Linked DNA regions of Mus musculus: all the other regions are linked to region 6. The links are chromatin contacts, called in public Hi-C and HiChIP or PLAC-seq maps. All regions are on one chromosome and are shown on one strand. The core of a region is the stretch at or near the end of the contact, and the rest is flanking DNA. Distances in the headings are between cores, read along the strand shown.

Region 1 (3,008 bases), core at 279-2,778, 350 kb before region 6:
CTCTACTCTGAAGGTAGAGCTGGAGGTGTCAATCAACACTGCCTCCCACCCTACCCTCCCAGCTTGGCAAAGAGGCTGATGAAAATGAGGCAAGGTCAGGGTCCTTACTCACCTTGCACCTTATTATTATATTACAATAATGTCGAACACGGATGTAAATAGTCAAGAATAGGCAAGGAACAGCTAGCTGTAAACCCAACACCAGATTCAACATTTTTTTGCTAACATTCTCCCTTATTTTTTCCTATCCTATGTATGTAAAGCATGCATACACTTTTTCTTTGAGCCATCTGCAAATGATGTGTCTAATAATTTATCCTTAAATGCTTTAGCACAGACCTCCTAAAATAAGGGCATTTCCTCGCATAGCTACAAGACAATCAATGCACTCAAGAAAACAGCCTATTCATATCCAACGCCTCATCCACACTTTGCCAAGCCTGCTCCATTTTTAGTTTGTTTTCCCTTCTTAAAGTTGTGACTCCATTGAGGCTCGTGAATTGCATTTGGTTAGTTTCTAGATAAGGGCTGTCTGTCTTTCCTCCCTAACTACCCACCCACTCCCACGTCCCCTGAAGACGCTAGGACAGTCATCTTACTGAGTACCCAACCACCTGGGGTTTTTGACTCTTTCTTCTAGTCACTTACGTTTGTTTTCCACTGTCTGTGTCACAGAGATGGATGCTCACTGCAAGTTCAGTGTGCGCATTTCCCATGAGCATCTTTTGGAGGTGATGCGTTTAATCCCCGTTGCTTATCTGGGAGGGCATTACTCAGACCTCAGGACCAGCACAACTTTATGCATATCCATTTCACATAAACTCAGACACACACAACAAGCACACTGTGCCCAGGGTTCTCTCTAGCTGATATGGAACTCCAATCCTTAAAAAGATGTGGGAGATGGCTCCTCGGGTTTGAGAGAGCCCTCGCTCGGCGAGTCCTGTGGCTGAGGTTGGGAAGTTCTAGTCTAAGAGATGCCACTTTGAAGCTAGGAGGGAGGTGTCTTCTCAGCAATGAGATCTGACTCTCCTTGTAACACAATCGTGTTTTGTTGATAACCTATACAAATTTAAAAAGATCAGCAGACTGAAGAAGGGAGATAAACTCCAAGTGGGGAATTTACTTGAATGGAGAAGACACTTGCTATACAGAGAAAAGCTTTCCTGTAACCAGGAAGGTCATAGCTTAACATCAGCCTGGAGACCCCAGGCCATCCAGAGAATCTACTGGAAAAGGACAAACTTGGTGTCCTCTGACATTGCTCTCTGGCCCTCAGCAAGCAATACCACACTGGGAGAAGGGCATACATACCACATGACAGGGTGGTGCAGTGCTTTTCAAAGCTTCATACACAGACCTCAGACCAGCTCAGTTCTGCCAATCAAAAGCTGTGGTCTCAGACAGGCTGTTTGTATTTAGCCTCTGCACGTCTGGCTTCCTCATCCCCCAGAATAGAACAGTGCCCTGCTCCCCACGGCTGCAGCGAGGAATAAGATGTGGGCATCTGGACAATGACCAGCACATCATCCAAGCCACAGAGCCAGCTATTACTCACTGCTACCATGGGATTAGCATAACGCTTGGGGCACAGGGAGTACTCACAAATAGCAGCTTGGGTGGGTAGCGATCCCTTTGTTCCACATCCTACTGAGGCTACAGGGTTCCCCAGTATCCAGTTCTGTGATACGACCAGAGGATGATGAAAAGAAAAAACTCTAGAAAGTGGCAAAGGAAGGCGAGGACTGACAGATCACTGGGGCAAAAGGAAGAGGCCCCAGGTCAGAGCTCTGGTAAAATGGATGGCCCAGTCTTAGCTGAGGAACCTGCTTAGCGCAGACTCTGTAAGGATGCTCCCGGCTCCAGCTTTGGTCTCTGAGGGACTGAAGATGGATGGGTCCTGTGACCTAACTTGAGGCACCAATCACTCCCAGCTTTATAGAAAAGAAATACCATGTAGGTTTCAAAGCACAAAGCTTAGGTAATTTACACTGAAAATACCAAAAGGATGCTTTTCTGCTGGTAAACTCCAAGTATGGAAGAATAAAATATTAAATTAACAATATAAGCTCCAAACATCAGTCAATTTACTACCTTGATTTAGGGGGAGCACATCTAATGTACTTCGGACAAACTATTTGTTTCTTGGCCCATTTCTTCATTATTGCCATCTCCCCTAGACACAAGAACCCCCAAAAGGCTTAGCAAAATGGCCTTTATCCTCCAGGTCTTCTGTAAGCATGAGACAGTTGGATAAAACCAACTGCATGTGATTTTGCTTCTGAAAGTGAAGAAGACCCTCCTCTACCTTGAAGGACAGTCCCTGGCTCCTGCAGGGAGGTGCTGGGGGGACCTGCATCTCTAACCAGCGCCCACATTCTGTCTTAGTTTATGAAGACAAAGGGGTGTGACCCAGTGTGATCAGGACACAGCCAGCGGCCAGCCACCTGTTCTCTGTCCAACTCAGGATAGCTCCTAAGTTAATGGGAACAAGGGATTCCATCCGCAGAGCAGCTGTTCTCCAGCAAATCCTGGGACAGCGAGGGACTTCCCTGATCCCTGGGGACCTTTCCCCACAAGCACAAGCACAGCACAGCCTCCATCTCTAAGGCCAATGGCTGCTGTTGTCTGCAGATCTTAAAAGATACGACCAGAGGTGGCTTCTCAAGTTCTTGCTCTGATGGCCCCATAAAACATACAGGTTACAGAAAAATGGGTGTCCTGACTGTTGAAGGGTCAAATGGCCCAGCCAGTGCTGTGTTCTTTGAGCTGAAGGTGCTCAGCACCTACCTCCTTTGGGCCAATGAAGTTTTTCAGCCCCTAGGACAAGCATCTCTTCCTCCATCTCTGATCCTCTGCAAAGAAGCTGACGCTGGGGTTCTCATCTTGCCTGGGGTGACTGTGCCCCACCCACCTACCCAGAGCTGTGATGTGTGCCAATGTCTAGATTCACTACTGCCTGTCACATCTTTTGTGAGAGAGGTGTATAGGCTACATGTTCTCAAGAA
Region 2 (2,980 bases), core at 44-2,543, 370 kb before region 6:
TAGAGGATCAGGCCGAGGATAAGGAACAGACCTGAGGGACAGAAGAGAAAACAGGTGAAGCCTTTGGTGCCTAGGCAACCTGCAGCATCTGCCGGGCCCTTATGGTCGCTGGCTTTGGGCGGGGCCATCCACTCTACAATAGAAAAGTGTTAGTGTCTTGGATAGAAGCCTGACCTGAATAGCCAAGGTCACTTTACCAGGCACACTTTTAAGTATGGAGTCTAGATGAGGGGGAAGAGAGCTTACCTAGTATTTCCAGCCAGTTTGTGTATGGTGGCATGTGACTCCACCAGTGAGTTTGCTCCTGTTTCTTGGTGTTAAGAGGCTTACTAAGGCCAAATATGGCTTTACAAAGGGTCTGAAGAGATGGCTCCGCAGGAAGAGTGCATATTGCTCTTGTACAGCACACGGTTTGGTTCTAGCACCCAACGGTAGCTCACTACCGGTCCAGAGGACCTGACAGCCAGCCTCTTCTGACCTCCATAGGTACCAAGCATGCATACGGTATACATACATGCCAAACCCAATAATAACACATAATAAAGTTTTATTAGAACACATTAGAACAGAGACATGCTTCCTTCTGAACACCTGGCCTGCAAAACACAAATTATGATCTAGCTTTTGACAGAGCTTGCCAATCACTGGTATAAAGTAATTCACTCAGAACCTTGTGGCCTCAGCCTAGTTATAGACAAAAGTCAGGAGCCTTAAGACTAACTCTTAACCTACACCCACGAAAAGCATTGTTTGACCTGCATGCCAAGGGGAGAGGTGTATGTCTACGCCTCTATAGAAACAAACTGCCAGTGTCATGGCACTTTGCTGTCTAAATGGCTTTCAGTGAGCTCCGCCCTGCACACACACCAGCACACACGTACCCCACTCGGCCAGCACTGTTCTGGCCCTCACTGCTGCATGTTCACAAGTCACAGGGTTTCAACAATTTAGAGGTGGTTTCCTGCCTGGTCTAACCTAAGTGAGGACTAGAGAAACAACTTTAGGTAGTGGCCTTACCCTAGGCCTGGCCACTCACCAGTACAAGCAGCTCACGAAGAAGGGGAAAGGAAACCATGATTCCCAGTAGAATGTCAGCTGACAGCCCTGTGCTGTAAGGGAGGGCGGGTTTTAGTCTATGGCCAGACTAAGCTCTAGTGTGGTAGCTAAAGAGATGGCAGCAGCAACAAGGACCAAGGATTGGGGCCTTTGTAAGTGAAAGGCTAACAGGGACAATGCACTGTGTGTGGACAGCTGGGGACAGCAGTCTCATGCAGGGGATGGAGTCAGTTCCAGAGCTCACAAGTGGATGAGTCATTTGTCATTCCAAGCCTTGCCTGAATCAAGACCTGCCTGATTCACCATCATAAAAGTGTACCAATCTTAAACCTAAAGGGTGGGTGTGGTTTGTAAAGTCTGTAAATGGTATTTCTGTAATAAAACAAGACCTACAACTCTTAAGCCAAGCCAAAAGGAAAAAAAAAATAACAGCTGCAAGTGAAATTTAAGGGTCACTAGGAGATTGGAAAATCTAGAAGAGAAAAACAAATAGCTCTCTTATGTCCAGTGAGACTGACCGTCTCCCAACAAAAGGAGCCCATCACTGGGCCACTGTAGGGGTGAACTAACACTATGCTCTTCAAACTATCGCACAAAGCACAGCGGGGACAACCACTACAGTTACAGTTTTAAAAGTCAGGAATGCTAACCCTAACCCTGATACCAAAACCAGATATGAGAACATGCCCGAGAACAAAAGCCACAGACCCACAGTTCTCAACACAGTCATACACCCAAGACATCAACACCACGGCCATCTTGGTTTTAATTCCAGGGCTGCCAGGACAGTTCAACAAATGTAAACTACAACAGAGAAATAAGATGTAGGGACAAAAATCTACACCATCTCAGCCGATATGGAAAAGACCTTTGACAAACTTTAACATCCTTTCATGTTAAACTTCAAAGAACAACGCATCTGGGGCTGGAGAGATGGCTGAGAGGTTAAGAGCACTGACTGTTCTTCTAGAGGTCCCGAGTTCAATTCCCAGCAACCACATGGTGGCTCACAACCATCTGTAATGAGTTCTGATGCCCTCTTGTGGTGTGTCTGAAGGCAGCTACAGTGTACTCATATAAAATAAATAAATCTTAAACAACAACAATAACACATCTCTAAGGGTTTATATGAAAAACCTCTAACGTGCACAGGAAATGGGGGAAAATTACATCCAGAGTTAGGGGCTAGAGATAAAGGTCTACTACAATTTTAGTCAGTATTGTGTTTGAAGTCTTACCGCAATAAGGCAATAGAAAGAAATGGTACAAACAGAAAATGGCTGAGAGGATAGGTGGACCCCAGAGCCCGCATCCCAGGATTGCTCTTGCTCTTGATGTGCCTTCTTGTTTGCCATTGCTGTGTTCCTCATTGTTCTGACAGGGCGTGATTGGGCAAAGAAAGACCCCTTCTGCCTGTAGTCGGTTATGATTGATTCCTGGGTATTAACCCACCCCATTGGGCAAATTTCCTGCAGACCCACTTTCGTGGATTAATGCTGTTTAGATGAATTAATGATTTTATAGACTTCCTGATTTGATTCAGATAATTTTAGGAACTTATTAGAATAACTGATAGAAAGTATAAGGGAGATGGTTTAAGTTGTTTTGCCAAAAAGATATAATAAAGTTAGAATCCAGAATAAAAAGTGTCCCCTCCTCATAGAATGTAAGTAAAGGCTGCTGAGAAGGAGTCCAGTGAGCTTCCGTACGGTACAGGCACACACTGCATGAGGAAGAAAAATAAGCTGGGAACAAATTAATGACCAAAGACAGCATTCGCTCCAGGTCAGGCCCAAGGACGAGGCCACAGGTGGGCACCATGACAAAGCAAGGCATATATAACTATCGCTTTGAACTTCTATGAGGTCATTTTTTTCTTACATAGAGAACTTTTGTCTGAGACAGTATAAAAGCTGGGAGCAAA
Region 3 (3,087 bases), core at 379-2,878, 310 kb before region 6:
TTAAGAGCTCAGCTGCTGTGTCTGGGCTATGGCTACCATGGCAGCCAGCACCAGACTGAGCGCTTTCACTCAGCTGGTCCACTCTGTTCCAACCTAGAAGAAAACCCAGGAAGACCAAGCCTCCCTGTAGCGTCTCCAGAGACAGCGGTCCATGTGATTACTCTCCACCAATCCAGATTAACGTACCTGGAGCAGGGGAGCATATCCTGGTACCACAGGCAACACAGGAAGCCAGATTCATACTCAAGAGACTTTATTTTATTATTATTTTTATTATTATTATTTTTTTTTTTTTTTGGTTTTTCGAGACAGGGTTTCTCTGTATAGCCCTGGCTGTCCTGGAACTCACTCTGTAGACCAGGCTGGCCTTGAACTCAGAATTCCGCCTGCCTCTGCCTCCCGAGTGCTGGGATTAAAGGTGTGCACTGCCACCACGCCCGGCCACTCAAGGGACTTTAAACTGTGGGCACTTTTCAGTAACGGCACCTCTCCTTCCTGTGCTGTGTTGCAGTTATGAGCATAGTTCTTAAGATTCACTAGGCGTTAGTTCCCTCTACCCCACGAGGCACACATACAGTTGTGCCACACTGCCTTCCTAGCAGCCTGAGACAACAGGGAAAGCCAGACAAGGTGTCAAAAACCCGGCCAAAGTTACACACCTAATTATAAGAAGGGATTCAAGCCCAAAAAGTCTTTTTTTTTTTTTTTAACTTTTTTCCTCAAGGGCTGCCAATAGAAGTCCACTGAATGCTAACCACATACTTGAACTTGCCCTCTTTGAAGCCTTCCCACAATTCCCACAGGGCAGGGAGCAGAGCAGAGCAGAGCAGGGACACCTTGCCTCTCTACCAAGGAGGTATGAGAGGTGAGACATTTGTCCAAAGAATGTCTGCGAAAGCCTGAGAGAATTGGTTCTCAGCCTGCATATCCAAGCAACCCTACACAGGACCTGGTGTCAGAGAGCCAGAAAGGGGTCAACCAATCAATGGTTGACTGTTTTGATACACATGCCTCTGTCTTTATTTCCCTCAACTACCTAAACCAGAGAAGGAAGAAGCCATCCCCAGGAACAGAGGTGGAGTACAGGAGGCTCCAAAACCTGCCTCAGGCACGAAGCTGCATGGCCCCCAGCCCATCCTCCAGCCCATGGGTGTCCAATGCAGGAGGTTTATGTTCAGGAGAGTTGATGCCCAGAGTTGCCTCAAACTACAACTGTTCCTCCTTCTCAAGAGAAGCCTGCTACCGTGTAGAGAGAATGTAGGCAACAGGAAGTGGGACCACACTCAATTCAGACATCCGTAGTTCCGTCTGACCTGATCGAGATGGCACTGCTGGTCTCAGATGAATCCACAACTAAAACTAACATGAAGGACCCAGAGAGAGCTGGTTTTATGGGGCTTTTATAGGAGATCAATCACAAGGCCAAACATGACTTGGCTCCTCAAGGCACTGCAAAATGGAACTGGCTTCTCCCCAGAGCAGGCTGAAACAAGCCAGCCCGGCAGTGATCCAGGGTGACATCCCACAACGGGGAAACTGAACCGTCAACAGAACACATGGAAAATGTGGGGCCCTTAGCTAGCCTGGGTTCTCACATGACTCCCTGCATGGTCGGCATCGTGGTCTGGCTCCCGGTCCTGGGAACTGAAACAGATGGTTCCTCTGAAGAGAGTGAAAACCCTGGTTACTCACGGCACAGGGCTGAGTGTATTTTCCTGTTGAGCCTATCTTCCCCGGATGATATGAGCAAACACAGACCTCACTGCCAACCCCCACCAGACCCCATCACCTGGTTCACAGGCACCTGGCATCCCAGGTCTAAAATGGTATCACTAGCCAAATTCTAAGCAAGGTTTATAAACACCCAATTCAAACATTCTGTGCCATAAGCCTCTTTAACACACAGGAAAGGGCGCCAGACACGTCAAGAACTCAAAGTTACACGTCTAATTATAAGCAGAGATTTAAGCCCAGAAAGTGTATACATACATACATACATACATACATACACACACACACACACACACACACGTGTGTGTGTATATGTGTATTCATATGTATGCATATTTAACATTCATATGTACCTATATCTGTATACTATACATATATGCACATACATATTTTTGAGACAGGCTCTTCAGTAGCCCAGGCTAACCTGTAACTCTGTAGTCAAGGATGACCTTGGTCTTGTTATTTTTCCTGCCTCTACCTAGGATTACAGGGATCTACTGTGTCTGGTTAAATATTTTTTTATGAATAGAAAACACAGCTTCTCCCATCTCCACTAAATAAATATGGAACAAATACTTAAAGATTAGCAGTGTGATAAGGTGCAAACATTTACCCTGCCTGCCCAGGACACCATCTGTTTCAAACCAGCCCTTGCCTTCCAATGAGAAGGTTGCTGCTCGAATCATTCATTTTATGACTCACAAGTGTTTGTGATTCTCATTAAAAGGTTCAAGCCTCCCCACAGCGCTGTTGCTAGAGCCTAGTAATGCTCGGGTAGTCAGCAGCGCAAGACAGATCACAGGAAAAATACATCCTTTCTCAAAGCCTGTAAACCAAAACAATGGCTTTTCTACAGAGAGGATGGTATTTGTAGGAATGCCCTGCCTAAACCCTCTGCATGCAGCAGGCCCTACTGGACAGTCTAGGCTGGACTAGAACCTACACTGGACCCTGGTTCACTGCCAGGGTGATCTAAGCTCACTGCCAAGGTTGTAACACTCACAGGACCCTGAGAGGACAGAGGTGAACAGGCCTCTCTCTTTTGAGAAACAGAACGATCGCTTTTTAGTGACACATTCAACTACCTATTGCCTTGATTTTCCTAATGCATGCTGCAAGGGGGTATCCAACCCCTGCTACTAATATTTTCCAAAGGTGACCTTTGTAAATTAAAATCTACTCAATCATTAATCACCTGTGACTGAATCGTTTCCAACTTTCTTTCTGGCAATCCCTCTGTAAGAGTGATCATCAAGCAATAAATCAGGGTTATTTAAATTGGCCACGTCTACGTCCCCATTCTGAGAGAAATGATATAGGACTTAAAATGGTCTACAGAGAGGCTAACAGGGGAAG
Region 4 (3,134 bases), core at 5-2,504, 470 kb before region 6:
CCAGGTACAGGCAGCTGCCGAGGATCTGGGAGCAGAGCCCCCAATCTTAGATTCTTTCCACCTTGTGGTGATCACTGTTGGATGCCTACTTCCTAATTAGTTGGCTGCCTTAGAAGCAGCTGCTTTGTCATCCCAACCTGGATTCTACCAGACTACAGCACGTTGTGCGTGGGTGGGTGGGTGCGCTTTCACATTGGGGAAAGTTATTATTGCCTAGGTGACTTTGCCTAGCGCAAGGCCCTCAAAAAGCTATGGATAATTAAATCTGGGTTTTTCCAGTTCTTAGGTCCCTGCCAAATAAAAATAATTCTGGGTTCACCCAAGTGCCCTTCTGTTAAAAGTGGAAGGAAGGATAGAGTTGAGAAAGCCATGTCCTCTCAACAAGTTCCGGGTGGTGCAATGACTGATATGTCATTTACTGTAGTTTTCAATAATCATTCCCGGCACTTGGAAGAAAAAAGGCAAATATTAGGAGGTGTGTATTCTGCATCCAAATGCCTGAAAATAAACGTCAACAATTTCTCTTCCATTATCAGTAACTTGAGGGTCTGGGTCGATAGACTCTGCCACCTACTCGGCCGTCCCACGTGCCCCCACCCCCCATTATTTATGAGTGGGGAGGGAGGATGGGAGACAGAGGCTGCCCCCCCCCCCTCCCCGCAGTGAATGTTGCCTTTTCTTGGAGCAACTCCGGATCCTCAGCGCGAAGCCGCTTTCCGTGACTTCGCAGTAACCTGGGATCGGAGGACCGGCTGGGTTTCCCAGGTTGGGGTGTGTCGGGCAGCGATGTTTTAAGTTGCTTTAGGGTTCCTATCCTCTCTGGGGTCTGGAATCTTTGGTGTCTGCGGCGGATGTTTTCGCACCTCAGCTACTCGCTCTCCAAGTCTTGTCTCCCCCACCTGCCACGTGGGACCTGCGCGCACCGTCCTCCCCTACACAGGCCACCACCCCTTCCCCAAGCCGCACTAGGTGGGTCCACGGCCCGGGGCTTGGAACCTGCCCTCCGCCTGCGCTCGCCCTTCGGTCGGAGGCAGAGCCCGGAGCGCAGATCCAGGCGGGAAGGGACGGCCGGATGGCTGGGCGCCGCGGGCCTCCGCCGCACCGGGCATGCTCAGTGGCACGGCCGGCTCGGTGGCCCGCGAGCTGCACCCGGATCTGTGCGGCGGCGGCGGCGACGTGAGCGCGCAGGGGGGCGGCGGCCTCGCCTCGTCTGTGTCTCGGCGCCGGGCTCGGGTGGGTGACGCGCAGTGCCGGGGCAATGTCGGATTTTGACAGCAACCCGTTTGCGGATCCGGATCTCAACAACCCGTTCAAGGTGAGCGCCCGGCCGCGGCCCTGGCCCGCGTTGGGCGTCGCGGTGGCCGTGGAGGCCCTGTCGGGAGGGTCTCGGGACGCAGCGTCACCACTGGCCGCGCCACCAGCCAGGAGGCTCGCACCGGGCCGCGGACCGGCCGGACCGGGAGCCGGGTCCGGAGCGGAGCGGGGCATGTGTGGCCGCCACTAGTCCGGTCGGCACGGCGGGCCGCGGGGCGGGGGCCGGGAGGCCGGGGCGCCCGGGCTGGGGTTGTCATGGGGACCTGGCACCGGCGCTGCGTGCCGGTGACGGCCAAGGTGTGCGGGAGAGAGGCGCGGATACACGGACGCTGCGATAAAAGGATAAAGGGGTGTTTTTTATTATCAAAACTCGGTTGCTCCCAGAGCCACCAGTGGCGCTGCCAGAGGCCCCCTTCCCCACCGGGCCCAGTTTAGGGGAACGGGCATCAAACAGAAGTTAAAAATAAATAAACATCTGGAAACAATAGTGCACACGGGCATCTCCCCACCTAGCTGCTGTTAGGGAGGTGGACCCTGGGCCATTTTCCAAGCTGGGAGTGCGTCACCGGGGATCCGAGCTGTTTGAGGATTCCGTTCCTCACGTGAGTGAGCTCTTTCCTTCATGGAGTGGACCTGATCGGATCCCAAGCCTCAGAAGGGCTTGGCATAGAAATAAATGCCTAGGCAGGCCATTTAAATGTTAGGCATCTGCTCTAAAATTTAATGCCGCGTCCGAGAACTTTGCCTTGAAAAGTACTTTGGTTTTCTTAAAGACTGTGAGGCATAGCAAGGCAATTTCTTCCAACTGTTGGCTTGGTTAGTTCTTTCTTAATTGCTCTGACTGTGTGCAGCTCAAACTTTAATTTGTAGTCTCAAAGGTGAAGTAGGAACTAATTTGTGGGCACCCAAGTGCTGCTTCTGGCCTGTTGGGTTTACCTCTTTTTAGTCCTTTTGTGGCTTACCTGCAATATTGAAGCAAAAGGCACCCCTGTTCTGATGGTTTTAACCTCATGTCTTCATGAAGGATTCTTTTAATGAAGTTATCCCCCTTATACCTGACAGCTGGACTCATTTTGCAAAACTACAGAGAAAGCTGTTATGGTTGAGTTGACTGTAACTTTCAACACCTGGTCCTCCCGATCTATTCATTTGCTTTTTTGTTTTGGTTTTCATTGTTGTTTTGAGACAGGGTCTCACTAGGTAGTGTACCTGGCTTTGGAACTTTCTTTCCTTCTACCTCAGCCTGCCAAACTCTGTAATTGCAGATAAAAGGCTCAGGTACACTTTAAAGGGCGGTCCATGCTCCCTCAACCCCCTGAAGTTTTTGTTTCATTTACTATTGGACTCACTTCCATGTAGTGAAAATTGGATTATTCTGATATTATGGATATCCAAAAGAAACATTTCATAATTTGTCAAGTGAGTGTCATTTAAAAATAATTAGAGATGAAACATTAAGAGCCCATTAGTCTCTCCTAACTTAGATAATTCAGTGATGCTGTTTTTAAGCATCTAACCACAAGGCTGTTGGTTTTATATCTGGACATCCAGTTCACAGTTCCTTTCATATTAGTCTCTTGTTAGGGCAAGATCCTAGCTTCTTATCACAAATTGATATTTTGTAATATGTGATCTTACCATGACACCTCCCGTTTCTGCTGGGCATAAGGTTGCTGTGATAATTCTAAACACATATAGGTTTTAAGTATTAATCATGGAAGAAAATGATTAACATTTTCTGTTTCTGTAAGGAGATGCATTCAGGACAGTGATTATCCAAGTCCATAGAATGTTCTAAAGTCTGGATAATTTGTGTCTAA
Region 5 (3,208 bases), core at 513-3,012, 330 kb before region 6:
ATCTTTTTCAAGAGAGAGAGAGAGAGAGAGAGAGAGAGAGGCCCCTGAAGCAGTTACTATTTCTTCATTGCCGTATGGTAGGAAATAGAAGGTAAGGGCTTGACACATGGCGAGTATGCAGAATGCCTCAGTGACAGTGAGCAGTGACGGTGAGGTACTCATTAACACAGTTGGCACTCGGAATATATTCGTTATCTGAGCCACTTTTCTATCTCCTCTGACTACCACCCTCAACCTCTCTGGAAAAGGCCTGCCATATGGTCAACACTGGGTCAGATAATAAGGTACTTTAGCCTGTGGTGGGCGAGGGCCAGGCCGTGAGCATCAGCACCTGAGATGGAGGCTGGAGTAAGGCGTAAAACCACACAGCTGTCACATCCCTGCTCCGGGTTCTCCCCCACCCTCCCCCGCCTCACCTCACTCACCAAGCTTCTGTAAGAACCGGCCAAACACATCACTGTTGTTATTATTTTTTTTTTTTTAAGTTTTCGTCTGTCTCTCTTCAAAGTTAGTAAGTACTTTTCATTCTGTGTCAGCCCACGCAAACCTCCCCTTTCTCTGATCTCACAGGGCACTCGGTCGGGACCACACAGCTCAGTAGTGAATGATCTCCTAGTATGTCACACAGGCTGTGTGACTCTCCAGAAAAGCTGAGTGGCTCAAAGCTGATTAAGACAGGTGGTCTTCAAAATGCACAGATGAACCCCCCCCAACACTCTCTTTCCTTCTTTCCCCTCCCTTCCCCATTTTGCATTCATTTTATACCAGCAAATGCTAAGCAACTGACAAGCATGACCCACACTGCCTGTGTGCTAAGGAGGCATGTTTTTACGTTAACTAAGCCATGGTATGGAAAGCTTCCAGTCACCTCTGGTACTGTTTGGTTCATGCACAGTGTTATAAATGAAGAGGGACTGAACTGGGTCACTGTCTTGTTTGTTTCCTTAAAAAGGCTCTAACTGGTGATCCTGAGGCTGCAGAATTTTATCTGCCAACACTGCAAAACGGACAGAAGAAACATGATGCGTCTTCCCTCAGTCGACAGCTTCCGACCAAGCTCCTCCTCTCAGTTCCAAAATATCAGTCACAGCTCTGGACTCAGTTGTCCCTCTCAAACTGCCGAGGGCCTGGTGGTCAGCAGCAGGAGCCGTTCAGAACTATGTCGTGTCTGGCATCTCTGAGCCGGGAGGTCTCTGGGAGTGTTTTTATCTGTGGCATCTCTTTAAGCATTCACTCACTACTGTCACTTTGAAGTTTCAAAACTATTCCTGGTTAGCACACAGGCTCATGCCCCCAACCCCGCTTTCAGGGTTGTGCCAATGTGGAAGCTCTCAGCTACTGCTCCAGTGCCCTGCCTGCCTGCCTGCCTGCCTGCCTGCCTGCCGCCCCTCTCCTGCCATAATGGTCATGAATTCACCCTCTGAAACTGTGAGCAAGCCCTCATTTAAATGATTTCTTTTGTAAGTTACTTTGGTCATGGTCTCTAATCACAGCATTTAAAAGTAAGCTACACCCCAAACAAGCTCTTCCTCTGTGGGCTGGACAGGGCCTTATTAAAGGGGTTCTGCAGGGCTGACCCCCATGATGCCTGCCAGGCAGACTCCACCCTTTTACTCTGCACCCTTAGCCCTTGGCAACAAGAAAGCTCCCGCTGCCTGCGATGCGCCTGCAGCCTTGGTAAGGAAGGAGCAATGCTGACCTCTAGCAGTGGCAGACAGAGCTATCGAGGGACGTGTCAGGGACGCGTCTGGGTAGAGCCCGAGGTCCCCATGAAGGAAAACAGCACCAATCTTGGCAGGAAGAACAAAGGGACAGAAGACTCTTTGCCTCCCACTTAGAGGAAGCTGGGAGCCTGTCCCTTAATGACCTGCTTGATAAATCACCCTGAGTCTGCAATCTTGCCTCTCAGCCACCCCTGCATCTCCACTTCACTTCAATCTCATGTGTGCCATTTCCCAGGACCTGCCTTGAAAACGAGCAATCATTAGGGTCTCTGGGTGGGAGTGGTGGGAAGCCTGAGGAAGAGCGTCTGGTGTGTGGCGGTGGGAGGAGTGGGGGTTGGGAACTGGGGGGTGTATGGGGGAGGTAGCATTTTCCAAGTATTCCTTGATTACCGAACCAGAGCTAGGGCCAGGGCCCAATGGAGCCTCCATGGCCTCCCATTTCCAATGAAAGTCGCATTTGAGAAGCCATGCCTTGTGTACTCTGCTGTGGCCTGTCCACTCTTTCTGAGGCTCCTTGCCACTCTAGGGACAAAGCTCTTGGAGGAGTGGGAGTCCCTTAAGATACTCTTACAGTGAGGTTTGAAAGACCTGGTCCCTGATAAAGTTACGAAAACGGGTCCCAAGCTGTCCACGAGTGGATGATCCAGTGACACAGGGAAGGGGAAATAGGAAATAAACACATGAATGACTAAGCTAAAAACCCATTAAAAACAAAACCAACACCTTTCATTGGCCAGGAACATGGCTTAGTAGTGCAGGGCTTGCCTTCCGTGCCTGGAGCCCTGAATTTGATCCTAGCACCCCTGACCCCCAACAAAGAAAAGAAACCTTGGAAAGCAGGACCCAGGGCCATAGTCCCTCACACATCCTGCCTGCCTAGCACACACACACAGAAAAAAATCAGACTACTCTGTGTGTGTGTGTGTGTATGTGTTTTAAAGCACTTTTCTTTTTAAAAATATATTCCTGTGTTGGAAAAAGAGGGGGGCCACCATGTAACTCCAGAATCTTTAAGTTGCAGAAAGTAAGTAACTCGGCCACTTTTGGATTGTTTTAAACAACTACGTCATTAAGCTTGTGTCCAATTACTTGCAGTCCCTTCTGAAATGAATTCTGCTCTACGGCGATGGCTCTGATGCAGCCTTAAGAGAGAAGGCAGCAGTCTCTAACAGGCCTCCCATTACCACCCCACCTCGGGGATGGGGTGGGGTTTGCTTTCTCCAGGAGGCTCCTTGGGAGGCTTCCGTTTCTGAGTGGGAAATATGCTGTGGCTCTCAGGAACTGGGTCAGATACGTCCAGTCCACTGCTACTTACAGAAGCCCTGGTCTTATCACCAAGCAAAGGGCATTCCTGAGTTAGTTGCCGGGATGTCCAGTGAGCCCTACGTGGCTCCTCTTGGCCATGCTATTCTGTGTGAGTCCTGCTCATACCAGATCCTACTTACTGCTACCCAGCAAAGCTCCAGGAGGCTGGGTCCATCCTC
Region 6 (2,961 bases), core at 451-2,950:
CTGATGCTACTTTTAAGGTTTGTTAACTTTTGAAAACAACTCTTAAAAAAAAAAGTCCTACACAAATGAGGTGGAAAGTGCTTCATGGATAGGAAGGGATGGAAGGAAAGAGGGAGGGAAGGAAGAAGGGAGGGAGGAATGAAGGAGGGAGGGAGGGAGGGAAGGAAGGAGGGAGGGAAGGAAGGAGGGAGGGAGGGAAGGAAGGAGGGAAGGAAGGAAGGAGGGAGGGAAAACAGGAGGGAGGGAAGGAAGGAGGGAGGGAGGGTAGGAGGGAGGGAGGGAAGGAGGGAGAGAGGGAAGGAAGGAGGGAAGGAAGGAGAGAGGGAAGGAAGGAGGGAGGAAGGGGAGGAAGGAGGGAGGGAAAAAGGAGGGAGGGAAGGAAGGAGGGAGGGAGGGTAGGAGGGAGGGAGGGAAGGAGGGAGAGAGGAAAGGAAGGAGGGAAGGAAGGAGAGAGGGAAGGAAGAAGGGAGGGAAAAAGGAGGGAGGGAAGGAAGGAGGGAGGGAAGGAAGGAGGGAGGGAAGCAAGGAGGGATGGAAGGAAGGAGGGAGGGAAGGAGGGAGGGAGGGAAGGAGGGAAGGTAGGAAGGAAATCCAAACATAGGTCCTCTGGGAGAGCAGCCATTGCCTGCTGAGCCATCTCCCCCCACCCCCACCCCCACCCCCACTATTGAGTTGTTGGTTAGATGTAGCCATACTGAAACAAGAAGACATGAGATCATAGAGACTGCAGATGATTAAGAGTGAAAACACAAGAAAAGAGTAAACCTGCAGCGCCAATAATCCCTAAACTATTTTCTCATTAAGAAAACAGAAGACAAGAGCCCTGTGAGGTTAGGGTTGCTCTGCAGGAGAGGAACCAAGCCTGGAAGGCAGCATTTTTGTGTCCAGAGTTGGTTGTTGCATGTACTCAAGTGCCAAAGTCAGCAAGAGAAGCAACCGGGGATGCTTGCAAATACGTTCCTTATTGCTTTAGTCCTGGAGGGGGGATCTGATGCTTCTGAAAGCAGAGAATGAAGAGAGAAAAGAAAGGATAACAAGTCCAGCAGGGCAGAGCCCAGCCTCAGCCCTGGTTCCCAGGCCCTCTCATCAGGGAGGAGCGGCTGATAACCTGCGGAGGCAGGGGCTGTGGACTTCCCTCAGCAGGCTTGAGGCACAGTAGGCAGCCACAGTGGCCTCGGGGCGAAGCCCACAGAGGAGAGGGATCTGGGACACGCTCACCATGAGCTAGCCCTGGAGCTCTCTCACGTTAGGAGCAAAGGCTTTATGACACACACATATACAGCCCTTACCACTGCCCTCAGGGAGAATTCTACATGTACATAGCCAAATGGGGAAGAACATAGCTGTTTGGATGCTTCAGCAGCGAAAATTTAGACGCTCTCAGTTTTCTCCCTTAGGGGAAAAAAAATACCACAAAACTACAGAGTAAACAAATGTCCATTTTTATACTATGGAAAGGATGAAGGTAAACAGTATGAAGCCTTTTGTCATTCGAACACCAGTTTGCTGTCCCCTTGAGACTTAAATGTTTCCTTTACCTATGATACTCTGTTTAAAGACTCCAGACCCAGGGCACCTCCCACCCATCCACTTTCTGCTAACTAATAATAAACTACTGTTACCTGGCCCTTTCTTCCTCTGGCTACCAACACTGGCCTCTATACTGCTCATGTGCATTTCCATTAGTGACAACTGGAGTCAGGGAGGGACAAAATAACTTCCTTTTTTTTTTTTTTTTTTGGTTTTGTCAAGACAGGGTTTCTCTGTATAGCCCTGGCTGTCCTGGAACTCACTCTGTAGACCAGGCTGGCCTCAAACTCAGTAACCCACCTGCCTCTGCCTCCCAAGTGCTGGGATTAAAGGCGTGCACCACCACAGCCTAGCGACAAAATAATTTTCTTAAATTAAGAAGAGACTATGCCAGGGCCTAGCAAACACAGAAGTGGATGCTCACAGTCAGCTATTGAATGGACCACAGGGCCCCCAATGGAGGAACTAGAGAAAGCACCCAAGGAACTAAAGGGAACTGCAACCCTATAGGTGGAACAACAATATGAACTAAGCAGTACCCCGGAGCTCTTGTCTCTAGCTCCATAAGTATCAAAAGATGGCCTAGTCGGCCATCACTGCAAAGAGAGGCCCATTGGACTTGCAAACTTTATATGCCCCAGTACAGGGGAACGCCAGGGCCAAAAAGGGGGAGTGGGTGGGTAGGGGAGTGGGGTTGGGTGGGTATGGGGGACTTTTGATATAGCATTGGAAATGTAAATGAGCTAAATACCTAATTAAAAAATGGAAAAAAATGAAAATGATAGTCATAAATGATAAACTTTATCCTACTCTGGATGCTTTATAAACACTAATAAAAGCAAATACTTTTTCTAATAAAAAAAAAAGTCATATACTACTAGCAGGTTGGTTGGATGGCTTGTCTTAAGCTCTTGGAGGCAGAACTTGAAACTTTTTTATGTGTAAATCAGGGGTCAGCACGTGACTCTTTCAGAGGACAGGGACACAATGTTATAATTTAAAGGGACATGATTGATGGAGCTGACAAGGGACACAGTTTCCATTCTCCACCTGACACGGATTCAGAATCACGCCTCTGAGTAGTGTTGACCAGTGTCCTTCTAACCAAGGAGGGAGGACACTCTGAACAGAGGCGACACCACCCACGGGCTGGGGCCCTGACTGGCAGAAAGAAGGCGGCACCCCAACAACTGCTGGTTACTCTCACAGCAGCTGCCGCTCGCACTCATCTCAAGGGTTCCTCCGAGCTGCGGTTCACCAGAACCTTTCTGAACTAGTTCCTAACTTTACTTGGTTCCTCCGAAGTAGAATCTTGTTATCAGCTCATCCTTGCAGTCATGTTTGGACAAGACTACCTTGTCCAAGCAACACATTGTCCAAGTAACACTGCTTTGCAGAGTGGACAGTTATATGTTATCGATTAGCCTGATT
Region 7 (2,773 bases), core at 83-2,582, 280 kb before region 6:
AGCCCTCTGAAGTGAGCTATGTGGCTCCGGGCTAGATCTGCCCTTCTGACCAGAGTTCCTCTAGAAACGTGACTAACATCCTTGTGTCTGTCCCACACTAACAAATTTTAGCAGAAACCATTTTTCAAAGGATTCTCGATCAGTGTAAACACAAAAGTCAAAGGGAGAAAAGTTTGAGTCCCAATCCAGCCACACATGAGTTAGTAACCCTGGGCAGGTACTGCTGTTCTGTGCTCACGTGACCTTTCTTCTCCAGTCTCAGCCATCTCCCGCCTTTTCTCCTGAGGACGGGGGTTTTTCCAGAGATGGAGGCCTGCAGAGATCTGAGGTGCCATTGCTGACATCCTCGTATATAATAAGAGCAGTGGAGCCAGGTGGATGAGACTAATAAAACTGTAGCTGCTACAGCCTCAGAGTTCCCAACTCTCAGGTGAGGATGAAATACTAACCCAGTTTGTATGAGCGACCAAATGGCAAGAAAACACTTAAAATAACGCCGGCACTATTAACAAACGGTGCCTTCTCGTCATCCCGACTAACCCCGTCTTCCTGCTTTATCAAGCATCTTTCATTCCTTGACATTCACCTTTGGAGGGCGGGGTGGATAAATGTGGTTACATATCTCACTTATTCCTGTCAGCCACATGTGCAAGAGCTTATTATCTTTTTGATGTAATTGCTCGGGAAGGTCAAGCGGATGTTAGGTGGCTCCCAGGACTCAAAGTCAGTTTGAGTGACCCAGATCTGGCTTTCCACCACACCCAGCTCCTAGTTAGAAAGTGGGGGATTTAAAGCTTCATTACAAAGTTAGAAAGTCACATGTAGGGACAGGGATCCAAAACAGACATGGACTGAATCAATCATGGCTCAGCTCAGACGCTACCCAACTCTTGACCTCTTTGCCCTGCCTCGTCCCAACCTGGCGTGAACAGATGGGTAGGCTCCTCTCTGCCCCCCGCCCTGCAGTCTCTGAGCAGCTCTGGCCTATTTCCACCAACACACCACGCGCTGTGCCCCTGGCAGGACACACAAAACTGTGAGCACAACTGCCTCACGATAGCTGCTGGCAGAGCCTTCCTGTTGCTCCTAGGGCTGGCTCGTCTGCCGATTACCACAAGTTAAAGGCACCCAGAATGCCATCAGGATACTGGAGAGTGTGGCAGAGTATGATCTACAGCATAGGCAAGACCACAGCTTAGAAAAAGCACTTCATTACCGGGTGTCATTAGAAAGCTATTTAACTAGAATATACTGGGACCACTGTGAGACAGCTTGTCACATCCACGACCACGTGCTCTTGCATCATTATGCAAATGCTCACACTTTCACACACGTGGCTTCACGACAGCTAACTGACTGACTCATTCTGACTCTTTGTGCTTTCTCTATCTTCCCCTAGTCCAGCAAGACCCAGCCAGTAACCAGAAGAAGAAGTGGGGCGGGGAGAGGGGTGTGCGGCAATACCTTCAAGTTATGTCACAATGAAAGTGACATTTGGATCTTTATGTTTCCTGTTTGACAAGCATTCTAACAAAGTCTAGAAGCAGTGGTATCAAACACACTGGCACATTTAGCCTTAGCAAAATGATGTAGCACAACATAAAATCCTACTAGTGCTAAGAGACTTTCTCCAAGTGGATGATACAGGTTCTGCCTATGTAACTACGGCTAGACAGTTCCGACAAGCAGGAGCCTCTGATTCTATTTAGCCACCACTGACCCTTTACATCTGATAAAAGCAAGCTGCACTCGTTGCCAACCTCGGGATACTTGTAGGAGGAAAGGGAAAGCTGCCGGTTATTTTTGGGAAATCTCATCCCAGGCTTCTGCCTATGCAGAAAGAAACTCAGGAAATGAAGCATCCATGAATGGTACATTAGTTTAGAAAAGAAAGACACAGATCACCCCTGAGACCAATCTGTCTGTTCCCATGAGCAAACACTAAATGAGATCGAAAGAACAGGGGTAAGCAGTTGACCTCAAATGCCCCAACATTTTTTCCTCTGCAGCTTTAAAAACCAGTTACAGTTTCTTTATCTTTATTAGGACATTTTCCTCATCAAACTAATGAGTCACCAAACTGAAGGTTTCCTAATATGTTTACATTTGGGAATAAACGGTCTATTAAGGTCCTAGTAGAGACACAAACACAATTTGCCATTGCCTTTCAATCAAGTCATCTCCCAAGGCAAGGCAGTGTGGCTGGGGTAGAAATAGGGTGACAAAGGAAAATTCAATGTAGTCATGGACCCTAAAGCCAGGCAAAGCAAGTATTTGCAATCCTGTCTGCACCACGTCCCGAACATCGCCACTGCTGCCTTCCTGGTTTTTTCGGAGGAACGGTTTTCTGGTGATTATTAAACAAGATGTGCTTTTGAAATAATTAAGCTTATTAAAACCAAGTATTGGGCAAGATAAGAAGCCAATGGAAGCCTTGCATCCAGGGACATGGAGTGAAAAGGAAAGTGGTTCGTTGAGGCTGCATAGGCAGAACGGTTAAGTCAGGAGGCAGCATGCAGTCATCGTATCTTCCAACAGTTCTGTTGGGCACACACAACTGGCGTGAAGTATGGCTGGTGGGTCAAGAGCTGACTCCTATGTGAACCCAAGACTGAGAGCCCAAACAAGACAGCTGTGAAGGACACACCAGCACAGCATCTGGAAAATATCTGAGAAGGCAACCTTCCCTTCAGATCACTGCCATCTGCTGATCTTTTCCCAGTGGTCAAGCGGCCTAAGTATTAAATTAGCCAGTGATACAGTATTCTTTTCA

Evidence for each region. Hi-C and Micro-C count contacts between places; a contact is called where the count stands out from the background. HiChIP or PLAC-seq counts read pairs in DNA pulled down with a chosen protein or histone mark.
Region 1: a Hi-C map of bone marrow-derived macrophages shows a contact between it and region 6, with 21 read pairs. The contact joins two enhancer-like sites. A contact is called at or near these places in 1 of 15 datasets of contacts at CTCF or cohesin (the NIH/3T3 cell line), 5 of 484 Hi-C or Micro-C datasets (ECoMG-derived neutrophils, the G1E-ER4 cell line, bone marrow-derived macrophages and 1 more), 15 of 115 datasets of contacts at active chromatin or transcription factors (the NIH/3T3 cell line, T-cell acute lymphoblastic leukemia, bone marrow-derived macrophages and 9 more) and 2 of 9 other capture datasets (adipose tissue and liver).
Region 2: a Hi-C map of bone marrow-derived macrophages shows a contact between it and region 6, with 2.0 times the contacts expected there. The contact joins two enhancer-like sites. A contact is called at or near these places in 2 of 15 datasets of contacts at CTCF or cohesin (the NIH/3T3 cell line and stem cell-derived epiblast-like cells), 10 of 484 Hi-C or Micro-C datasets (the G1E-ER4 cell line, bone marrow-derived macrophages, embryonic stem cells and 3 more) and 3 of 115 datasets of contacts at active chromatin or transcription factors (T-cell acute lymphoblastic leukemia, bone marrow-derived macrophages and microglia).
Region 3: a contact with region 6 is called in a Hi-C map of bone marrow-derived macrophages, with 19 read pairs. The contact joins two enhancer-like sites. A contact is called at or near these places in 1 of 15 datasets of contacts at CTCF or cohesin (the NIH/3T3 cell line), 4 of 484 Hi-C or Micro-C datasets (bone marrow-derived macrophages, embryonic stem cells and nephron progenitors), 2 of 115 datasets of contacts at active chromatin or transcription factors (CD8 T cells and bone marrow-derived macrophages) and 2 of 9 other capture datasets (embryonic stem cells and liver).
Region 4: an H3K4me3 HiChIP or PLAC-seq map of bone marrow-derived macrophages shows a contact between it and region 6, with 2.7 times the contacts expected there. The contact joins the promoter of Scamp1 here to the enhancer-like site in region 6. A contact is called at or near these places in 6 of 39 promoter capture datasets (the 3T3-L1 cell line, 3T3-L1-derived adipocytes, cranial neural crest and 2 more) and 4 of 115 datasets of contacts at active chromatin or transcription factors (astrocytes, bone marrow-derived macrophages and stem cell-derived neural progenitor cells).
Region 5: a Hi-C map of bone marrow-derived macrophages shows a contact between it and region 6, with 23 read pairs. The contact joins two enhancer-like sites. A contact is called at or near these places in 2 of 15 datasets of contacts at CTCF or cohesin (the NIH/3T3 cell line and large pre-B cells), 5 of 484 Hi-C or Micro-C datasets (bone marrow-derived macrophages, cerebral cortex, forebrain and 2 more) and 4 of 115 datasets of contacts at active chromatin or transcription factors (acute myeloid leukemia, effector CD8 T cells, fibro-adipogenic progenitors and 1 more).
Region 7: a contact with region 6 is called in a Hi-C map of bone marrow-derived macrophages, with 30 read pairs. The contact joins two enhancer-like sites. A contact is called at or near these places in 1 of 484 Hi-C or Micro-C datasets (bone marrow-derived macrophages), 2 of 115 datasets of contacts at active chromatin or transcription factors (CD8 T cells and microglia) and 2 of 9 other capture datasets (adipose tissue and embryonic stem cells).

The regions. Positions count from the first base shown.
Region 1 is chr13:94,168,016-94,171,023 of GRCm38.p6, reverse strand. All of the region lies in intron 2 of Lhfpl2 (lipoma HMGIC fusion partner-like 2), which reads right to left. Among named protein-coding and RNA genes, the nearest start is that of Lhfpl2, 110 kb to the right of the region's middle. Within about 2 kb of position 1,528, at least 27 of the 459 cell types and tissues checked have an H3K27ac peak or open chromatin away from gene starts, as enhancers often do. A contact at or near this core is called in bone marrow-derived macrophages, where this site is marked.
Region 2 is chr13:94,188,899-94,191,878 of GRCm38.p6, reverse strand. Lhfpl2 (lipoma HMGIC fusion partner-like 2) reads right to left here. Exons shown (of 4, transcript NM_172589.2): 4 at 1-31. LOC115488151 (a long non-coding RNA gene) reads right to left here. Exons shown (of 2, transcript XR_003950582.1): 2 at 2,277-2,980. Among named protein-coding and RNA genes, the nearest start is that of Scamp1, 95 kb to the left of the region's middle. Within about 2 kb of position 1,293, at least 47 of the 459 cell types and tissues checked have an H3K27ac peak or open chromatin away from gene starts, as enhancers often do. A contact at or near this core is called in bone marrow-derived macrophages, where this site is marked.
Region 3 is chr13:94,121,597-94,124,683 of GRCm38.p6, reverse strand. The region is part of intron 2 of Lhfpl2 (lipoma HMGIC fusion partner-like 2); the gene reads right to left. Among named protein-coding and RNA genes, the nearest start is that of Lhfpl2, 65 kb to the right of the region's middle. Within about 2 kb of position 1,628, at least 37 of the 459 cell types and tissues checked have an H3K27ac peak or open chromatin away from gene starts, as enhancers often do. A contact at or near this core is called in bone marrow-derived macrophages, where this site is marked.
Region 4 is chr13:94,283,401-94,286,534 of GRCm38.p6, reverse strand. Scamp1 (secretory carrier membrane protein 1) reads left to right here and starts at 1,254. Exons shown (of 9, transcript NM_029153.1): 1 at 1,254-1,315. The coding sequence starts at 1,259.
Region 5 is chr13:94,141,980-94,145,187 of GRCm38.p6, reverse strand. All of the region lies in intron 2 of Lhfpl2 (lipoma HMGIC fusion partner-like 2), which reads right to left. Among named protein-coding and RNA genes, the nearest start is that of Lhfpl2, 86 kb to the right of the region's middle. Within about 2 kb of position 1,762, at least 62 of the 459 cell types and tissues checked have an H3K27ac peak or open chromatin away from gene starts, as enhancers often do. A contact at or near this core is called in bone marrow-derived macrophages, where this site is marked.
Region 6 is chr13:93,815,035-93,817,995 of GRCm38.p6, reverse strand. The region is part of intron 4 of Arsb (arylsulfatase B); the gene reads right to left. Among named protein-coding and RNA genes, the nearest start is that of Mir5624, 26 kb to the right of the region's middle. Within about 2 kb of position 1,700, at least 23 of the 459 cell types and tissues checked have an H3K27ac peak or open chromatin away from gene starts, as enhancers often do. A contact at or near this core is called in bone marrow-derived macrophages, where this site is marked.
Region 7 is chr13:94,097,135-94,099,907 of GRCm38.p6, reverse strand. The region is part of intron 1 of Lhfpl2 (lipoma HMGIC fusion partner-like 2); the gene reads right to left. Among named protein-coding and RNA genes, the nearest start is that of Lhfpl2, 41 kb to the right of the region's middle. Within about 2 kb of position 1,332, at least 110 of the 459 cell types and tissues checked have an H3K27ac peak or open chromatin away from gene starts, as enhancers often do. A contact at or near this core is called in bone marrow-derived macrophages, where this site is marked.